Regions from separate parts of the Mus musculus genome. Here region 2 is linked to region 1. Evidence: chromatin contacts called from public Hi-C data. All regions are on one chromosome and are shown on one strand. Each heading gives the region's core, a stretch centred on a gene start, on an enhancer-like site or on the middle of the called end of the contact. The rest is flanking DNA. Distances are from core to core; before and after follow the strand shown. Region 1 overlaps F730016J06Rik (a long non-coding RNA gene). Region 2 holds the start of Olfm1 (olfactomedin 1).

What was found. A called contact is a pair of places that touch in the nucleus more often than the background predicts.
Region 2: a contact with region 1 is called in a Hi-C map of cerebellar granule neurons, with 2.1 times the contacts expected there. The contact joins the promoter of Olfm1 here to the enhancer-like site in region 1. A contact is called at or near these places in 8 of 39 promoter capture datasets (the 3T3-L1 cell line, the HPC-7 cell line, the SN4741 cell line and 4 more), 5 of 484 Hi-C or Micro-C datasets (cerebellar granule neurons, cerebral cortex, embryonic stem cells and 2 more), 2 of 115 datasets of contacts at active chromatin or transcription factors (PVALB interneurons and VIP interneurons) and 2 of 9 other capture datasets (liver and pancreatic islet).

The regions. Positions count from the first base shown.
Region 1 is chr2:28,132,330-28,135,623 of GRCm38.p6, forward strand. F730016J06Rik (a long non-coding RNA gene) reads left to right here. Exons shown (of 10, transcript XR_003953783.1): 8 at 1-582; 9 at 1,311-1,490; 10 at 1,585-2,051. Among named protein-coding and RNA genes, the nearest start is that of F730016J06Rik, 39 kb to the left of the region's middle. Within about 2 kb of position 1,667, at least 23 of the 459 cell types and tissues checked have an H3K27ac peak or open chromatin away from gene starts, as enhancers often do. A contact at or near this core is called in PVALB interneurons, the SN4741 cell line, VIP interneurons and 1 more, where this site is marked.
Region 2 is chr2:28,204,362-28,207,547 of GRCm38.p6, forward strand. It overlaps Olfm1 (olfactomedin 1), which reads left to right and starts at 1,328. Exons shown (of 6, transcript NM_019498.2): 1 at 1,328-1,738. The coding sequence starts at 1,589.

The sequences.
Region 1 (3,294 bases), core at 417-2,916:
TGCTAATTAAGATGATTCACTGCTGGCTCAGAGGCATTCCGTTGGGTTTAGCACATTCTGGCTATTCCTCACTTGTAGCGAATAAACTGCCCAGGGTGTCTCCCTATCAAGGCCCCTAGTTCAGTTGGGCTTAGTCACCTTCACAAGAAGATCTGGTTCTGAGGGTCCCATCTGTTGGTAGCGTTGTCGAAGAGAGAACCGTCTCCTAGGACACCCCCCCCCCCATCAGCATTCCATAGTTCATATTCTTGTGTCTCTGTTTTTGTTGACCCCAAGAGTTGAACCATATTAAGATTACTGAATTCCTGTTAAGGGTGAGGCCCCATGAATGAGACACATCTAGGGATGGGGAAAGAGTGGGGGGGGGGGAGTATTAGACAGTGACCAGTATATAGTTCCCAAGGCAGTAGAAGAGTCGGGCTGGAATGAAATGACCAGAGGAGACGAGGAGAGACCGGAGCAGAGAACTTTACACATCTCAGCAGGAAGTGAGGACTGGGCCAGGAAGGCAGTCTGGGACAACTTAAAGAGCCAGCAGATGGATAGATGGATAGCTGGTGCAAGCAGGAGTGGGCTACTCAGGTACATAGCCCTCCTGGGTGCAGTAGTAGCCATTGGAAGGCACTGGGATAAAATCTGCTTCAAAATGCCCCAACTGCCTACACAGGTCACTTACCAATATTCTCCTTTGAAACCTCTTGAGTCAGCCCCCCTAGTTCAAGTCATCCTCCGCACCACTGTCTTCCATGAGCCTGTGAGTACGGCCTATTAAGCCCCACTTAAAGTGTTCAACTGCTTTCCTAATTTAAACCCACATTCCCCAAACAAAAGGCCTTCAGGCAATCACACAATACCCCAGTCTCTGGTATCAACTTCTGTCTTGGTTAAGATTTCTATTGCTGTGAACAGAGAGCTACAGTGGGCCTGATTTGGGCTTCCAAAACCCCAAATCCCCTCCCCAGTGACACACTTTCTCCAACAAGGCCACACCTCCCAATAACCGACACCCTCTATGAGCCCACAGAGGCCATTTTAATTCAAACCACCACAGGTGGGCTTCCACCTCCAGGAAGACTATAATCCAGCAAACACTCAGTAGAATTTATTGTTATGCTCAGTTGGTGTGTCAAACATTTTGCCTTTTGTTTGGACAGGCACCAGTTCTGTAGAAAGGGAAATAAAACTGCCTGGATTTCTCTTAAGTCTTGGATTTATTACTGGGTGTTTTCGGAGGGCCTTGTTCTTCACACTGCTCAGAGTTGAAAGTGGCTATCACAAGTGTGAACCTGTTCTCCTCTACTTCTGCACAGATGAAACGGAGTCTTCCTGGTTGGGAGCTCTCCGCAGAGTGGAGGGTGTCTCCTGTTCTTCTGTCCTGTGTTTGGTCACCTTCGTGGTATGGTGTAAGAGGACAGGGTCGGCACGGAACACAGTGTCCCTCGTAGGACATGGCCAACCTTCCCTGAAGACATTCATCCACCACTGAGCAGGTACAGAAGGAGGCTGCAGACATACCCACGGGAGGGAATGAGCACAGAGCAAAGCTTTGGAGATCATCAACAACAACCTGTTCCACATTTTCAGACACGACTCCTCCGGGCATGTCGGTCGCCAGTGTCCAGGCAGGAGGGGCTGGCATCCAGCGTCACGCTGAACACAAGCAGGTTATGCTAGTTCTTCTCAGGATCAAAGGGGGGAATGGGCAGCTGAGCCTAAGGATTTGTGTGGGGAAGGACATAAGGAGCCAGGGGAGGGCTGGCAGCAATCCTCTGCAGCAGATGGAAGGCTCAGTGCAGAACTGGGTTCCCTGGGAAGGGTCCCTTGAAAGTGAGCATGGCCTTATTCGGGGAAAACAAATTCTTTTTGGTTAAAAGTCTCGAGATCAAATGGATTTCCTAAAACCAATGGCAGGTATCCTGATAGGAGACCCAGAGGTGAGAGACATGCATGGGGAAGAAGAATCTGAGGCTGGCCTCTGCACTGACATGTCAGGTGCACCTTAGTGCCTGAGGAGGGTGCCAGCCCTGTCCTTCACACTTCTGGCTTCTAAAACTGGCAAAGAACAAATCATCCTTGCAGGAGGGTGGGGAAGAGGGGTCACCCAGTGGGTTCAAGGGTTCTCCAGTGGAGGGGAAGGGTGTACAGCAACTGTTCCAAACCCTCGAGAGCTCAGAGCACAGGCCTGGAGACAGGTGGTACTCGCCTGCTCTGATTTCTCTCTGAGAGGCAATCCATTTCTTTAGGTCTCTACCACATCCTCCCACCCCTGGGTTGGTCCCTCTATCACAAAGCTCTTGGCACCAACTCTGTGTGGGCAAGATTTGGATGCACCAGTCCAGAGGAGAAGGTCTCACAGATTATGGGCACACAGCTGGGCCACCACAGTGGAAGGTACCGTGAGTCAGAACTTGTCCCTTGCCTTTGGCCCAGGATTGAGACTGGGTGTGGACAGGAGTGCCTGGGTTGGTCCATGATCAGTACCTTGCACCTGCTACCAAACATCAGCCATGTCAAACCAAAGAAATTAACTTCCCATGGGAAGGCTCCTAACCAGCAGTGTGGCAAATAATTTGCTACCTGGAAACTTCTGGAAGACATATATGATGGGATAATCACTGGCTCTAGTTCCTAATCCACACATTTGTAGAAAATGTCTGAATCTTCCAAATGACAAAGAAATGAAGCTCTCGGCTTACCCAGCCACCCCCATCATCCCCATATCCAATTAACCACACGTCCCTAGCAAGTCCCAGTGTGAACCATGAGACAGACCTGAGATTAATTTTTCATAGAGCATCAGACTGTAAATGATTTTTCTATTTACTTATGTAACTCCTACATAAAAGATGATGGTATTTAATCAAATATGGACCAACTGCAAATTACGCTGGATAAACAGTGTGAAAAAAATTCAATATGCTATTGACTGTACACACATACGTGTATATATATATTATTGATATATATTTAAGAGTAGTAATCTATTCACATTGTTAACGCTTTGTGGAATAGTTATATGTATTTGAAAACACTGGCTTGTGGCTTGGTGAGATTTCAGTGTTGCAACCTTGTTAACATAGGGAGTATGTTGGAACATAGATTTTAAATTGTCCCCACTCTAGCATCTCCAAGTTCCTAAAAGCCTCTCAGAACCTCTCAGAAGAAAGAGCTGTTATTTATTATAATCGGTAGCCTTGAAATCTCCAACATGAGGGCTCTCAGCTGATGAAGACCTCCCCAAACCAGATACCAGGGGCAACATCTAGAGATTTCCGTTATCATGGCTTCTGCTGG
Region 2 (3,186 bases), core at 78-2,577, 72 kb after region 1:
TCGCTGGCATCTGACCCAAACTGGAGGCACCAATGAATGCCATGCATTAACCAGAGAAACAACTCCAATTGACTTCTTGAGCCAGCAGGGCTCACGCCCAGCACTCGGGCCAGGGTCATCTTGGCTGTTGACGTTTTCTCTGCAAATGAGGACTGAACACAGAGAGACAAGCCCCCGGAAGATGTCATATCCCTCTTGGCAGACCCCAGGAGGCCTGCCTTTGTTCTGACATCTCTTCCTGGTCTATAATTGACCAGGTGGGAAAGAGCGCAGGGGTAGGGGGCTGCGAATAGGCTGGCTTTCCCTGCCCGGGACTGGAACAACTTGGAGGAATGCCTGCAGAAACTGGCTTTCCTCAGCTTAGAGGGCTTGCTTCAAAGTCAAAAGCACTATGAAGTTGTGTTTGCCGGCTGTTCTGTTTTGCTGAGACTTACAAGTCTTGGCACAGATACTGCTGAAGCTTGCCTGGCCCTGATCTGGGTCCCTGCGAGGGACCCCTGTCCATCTAAGCCTACAGCATAGACGCCAGATACTCTAACCCCGCCCCTCCCCGCCCCCCGTGCATGTACCATACCCCACAATCATGGGTGTGGCCCCTCTAGTTCCTCCTGAGCCCTATGCTTCCAGCAGCTCCTGACGGTAGGTTGGCACACTCTCTCTCCTTCATCCTCTACTGTGCACAGCAGGCATACCGCCCCCCTCCAGTCCCTCTCTGTTTAAACCTGCTCCCACAAGCCCAGGGTGTTCCCCCGCTAGGACTTCCAACTGTCCCCTCCTTCTGAGGTAGTTGTCCAAGGTTCCCAGCAGTGTCTCTCACTTTGTAGCTACCTCTTTACTCCTGCGCTGACACTGGAGACTCCACCCAAGCTACTCTTTCCTGCTGGGGCTCAGGAGACACCCCAAACTGACTGGACTTAGTCCACCAGGGAAGGCAAGCCCAGCAGCAGGGGAGGAGACCCTTGACCACAAGCAGGCCGGGCCTGGGCGAGACAAAACCGTGAGGGTGACCGAGAGAGCTGGGCGAGGGGGTGTTCTGTGGATGGGTGCCATGCGAGATTCTTGAGGTTTTATATTTTTTTTTTACGATTTGTGGCGGCGTTTTATCCGTCCTCCTGGGTGACCCTAACTCTTCGGCCGACCGGTTTGCAGACCTCGCTGCCTGCAGCCAGGGGGCGTCGCGGAGCCGGAGCTCGGAGGAAAAATCCACCCATTTCCTGGGCAGATTGCGTCGGCCGCCGCCCGGCCTTGTCCCCGCCCCCCGGCCGCGGCCCCCGCGCACAGCCCGCGCCGCGCTCAGAACCCGGTGGCCCTTCTCGAGAGCGGAGCGCGCGGGGACGCTGCAGCGGCGGGCAGCGCGGGCAGGCAGCGCGCGCCGGGCAGGGCCGCCTGGTCACCTCCCGGCGCCGGGGCGGCGCGGCGATGGCCAGTGCGCACAGGGAGGCAGAGACCGGCGGGCGGCGGCGGGCAGAGGGGGCGCGGGGACGCGGCCGGGCGCCCCTGCCCGCCGTGGTGCCCGCCGCCTGAGGCTGCCCGGGGCGCGGGAGCCGGCGCCGGCGCGGCGCGGGCGCAGGAGGCCACTCGAGGCGCGATGTCGGTGCCGCTGCTGAAGATCGGGGTCGTGCTAAGCACCATGGCCATGATCACCAACTGGATGTCCCAGACGCTGCCCTCGCTGGTGGGCCTCAATACCACCCGGCTTTCGGCCGCCAGCGGCGGGACGCTGGACCGCAGCACCGGCGTAAGTGCGCCCGCCTTGAGCCCTCGCGGCCCCTCCTCCCTCCTGCCTCCTCTCGGGTCGAGCCCCGGGCTGGCCCGGCGGTGCGGCACAGGATGGGGTCACCCTGGGAGGGAGGGTTACAAGGGCCGGGGTCACGAGCCCACCCTCTGCCCTGCAGCCAAGCAGTGCCTTCAGCTGCGGCCGCCACTCGCACTCTGGCGTTTCGGGGCGATGCTTTTTGCTCCCAGTCCCCCGGAGGGGCTTGAGGACACCTGCTTTGGTGATGGTGGGAGGGGTTCAAAGTCCAGAGTCCTCGTTCACTAATATTAGAAAATCTTTCTTTGCAAAGCTTAGGAAACTGAAGCTAGGGACTTGGGGACTTAGCCAAGGTCACTCAGCAAGTAAGGGGTGGAGGTGCTGCTTAAAACCCTTTGTGGGCTAGGTCCAGCCAGGACTCAGCTCGCCCTACTTTGTAAAAGACGGACTGGACCAGTGCAGAGTGGGGCCCAAGGCAAAAGACCAGAGCTTGTGATCTCACCTGAGCCCCCCAAATCCCAAGGGACCCTTCCGGTCTCATCTCGGTTGGAAGATCTCAGCGTGCACTCTGGAGGAGGTTGAGAGGAGCTGGGCGGGACCCAGCTGCCGATCTGTCTTCACCCACCCCTCTCTACTGGCCTCTGACACGGAAATCGAATCTCCATGTCATCGGCAGCCTGCGGATGGGGAGCTATGGCTGGGGGTTGGGTGGAGGGTCTGGATAAGGCTGACTTCCATGATAGATGGAGCAGGCTGAGCAGAGACCACCCTTAAGTCAGGGGCCACTGGAAAGGGACCCTGGCATAACCTTCTCAGTGGAAAGGACAGGTGAGGGACCATTCTCCTCCAGTTTGATCCCAAGAGCTGGGTGGTGTGACCCACCACCACCACCACCACCATCTATCACTCTTGTAGGGTCTGCCTCTCCTGTTGTTTTAAAAAGAGTTTTCCTAGTGCCCTGGTACTGGGAGTGGTGTCCCACTCCTTAAATCCCAGAGGCAGGTGGGTCTCTGTGAGTTTGAGGCCAGCCTGGTCTACAGAGTGAGTTCCCTGACATTCAGAGCTGCGTAATGAGACTCTGTCTCAAAAAAAAAAAAAAAAAAAAAAAAGCCAAACAAAAATATCACCATGAGTTTCCCTGATAAGGATTTTGGATGCTTGTGTCCTAAGCTGGATGAATGAAATGAAGTATAGCACTACCTGCTTCTCTGCCTTCTTCCCATCCTTATCTAAAAATAGCAGGGAAGTGCAGGATGCCAGGGAAGGGCTTGGAGACTGGGTAGGCTGCAGTGGCTGGAGGGCAGGGGTCATGGTGGTGTGTATGCAGGAGCCTTGGTGGCTTCTGCCCCTGCTGTGTATCTGAAGGTCAGGGTCATGGGTGGTATAGAAGGCCTGCAAGGTGAATCCAGCCACTCAGTTCTGGGTCCTTGGTG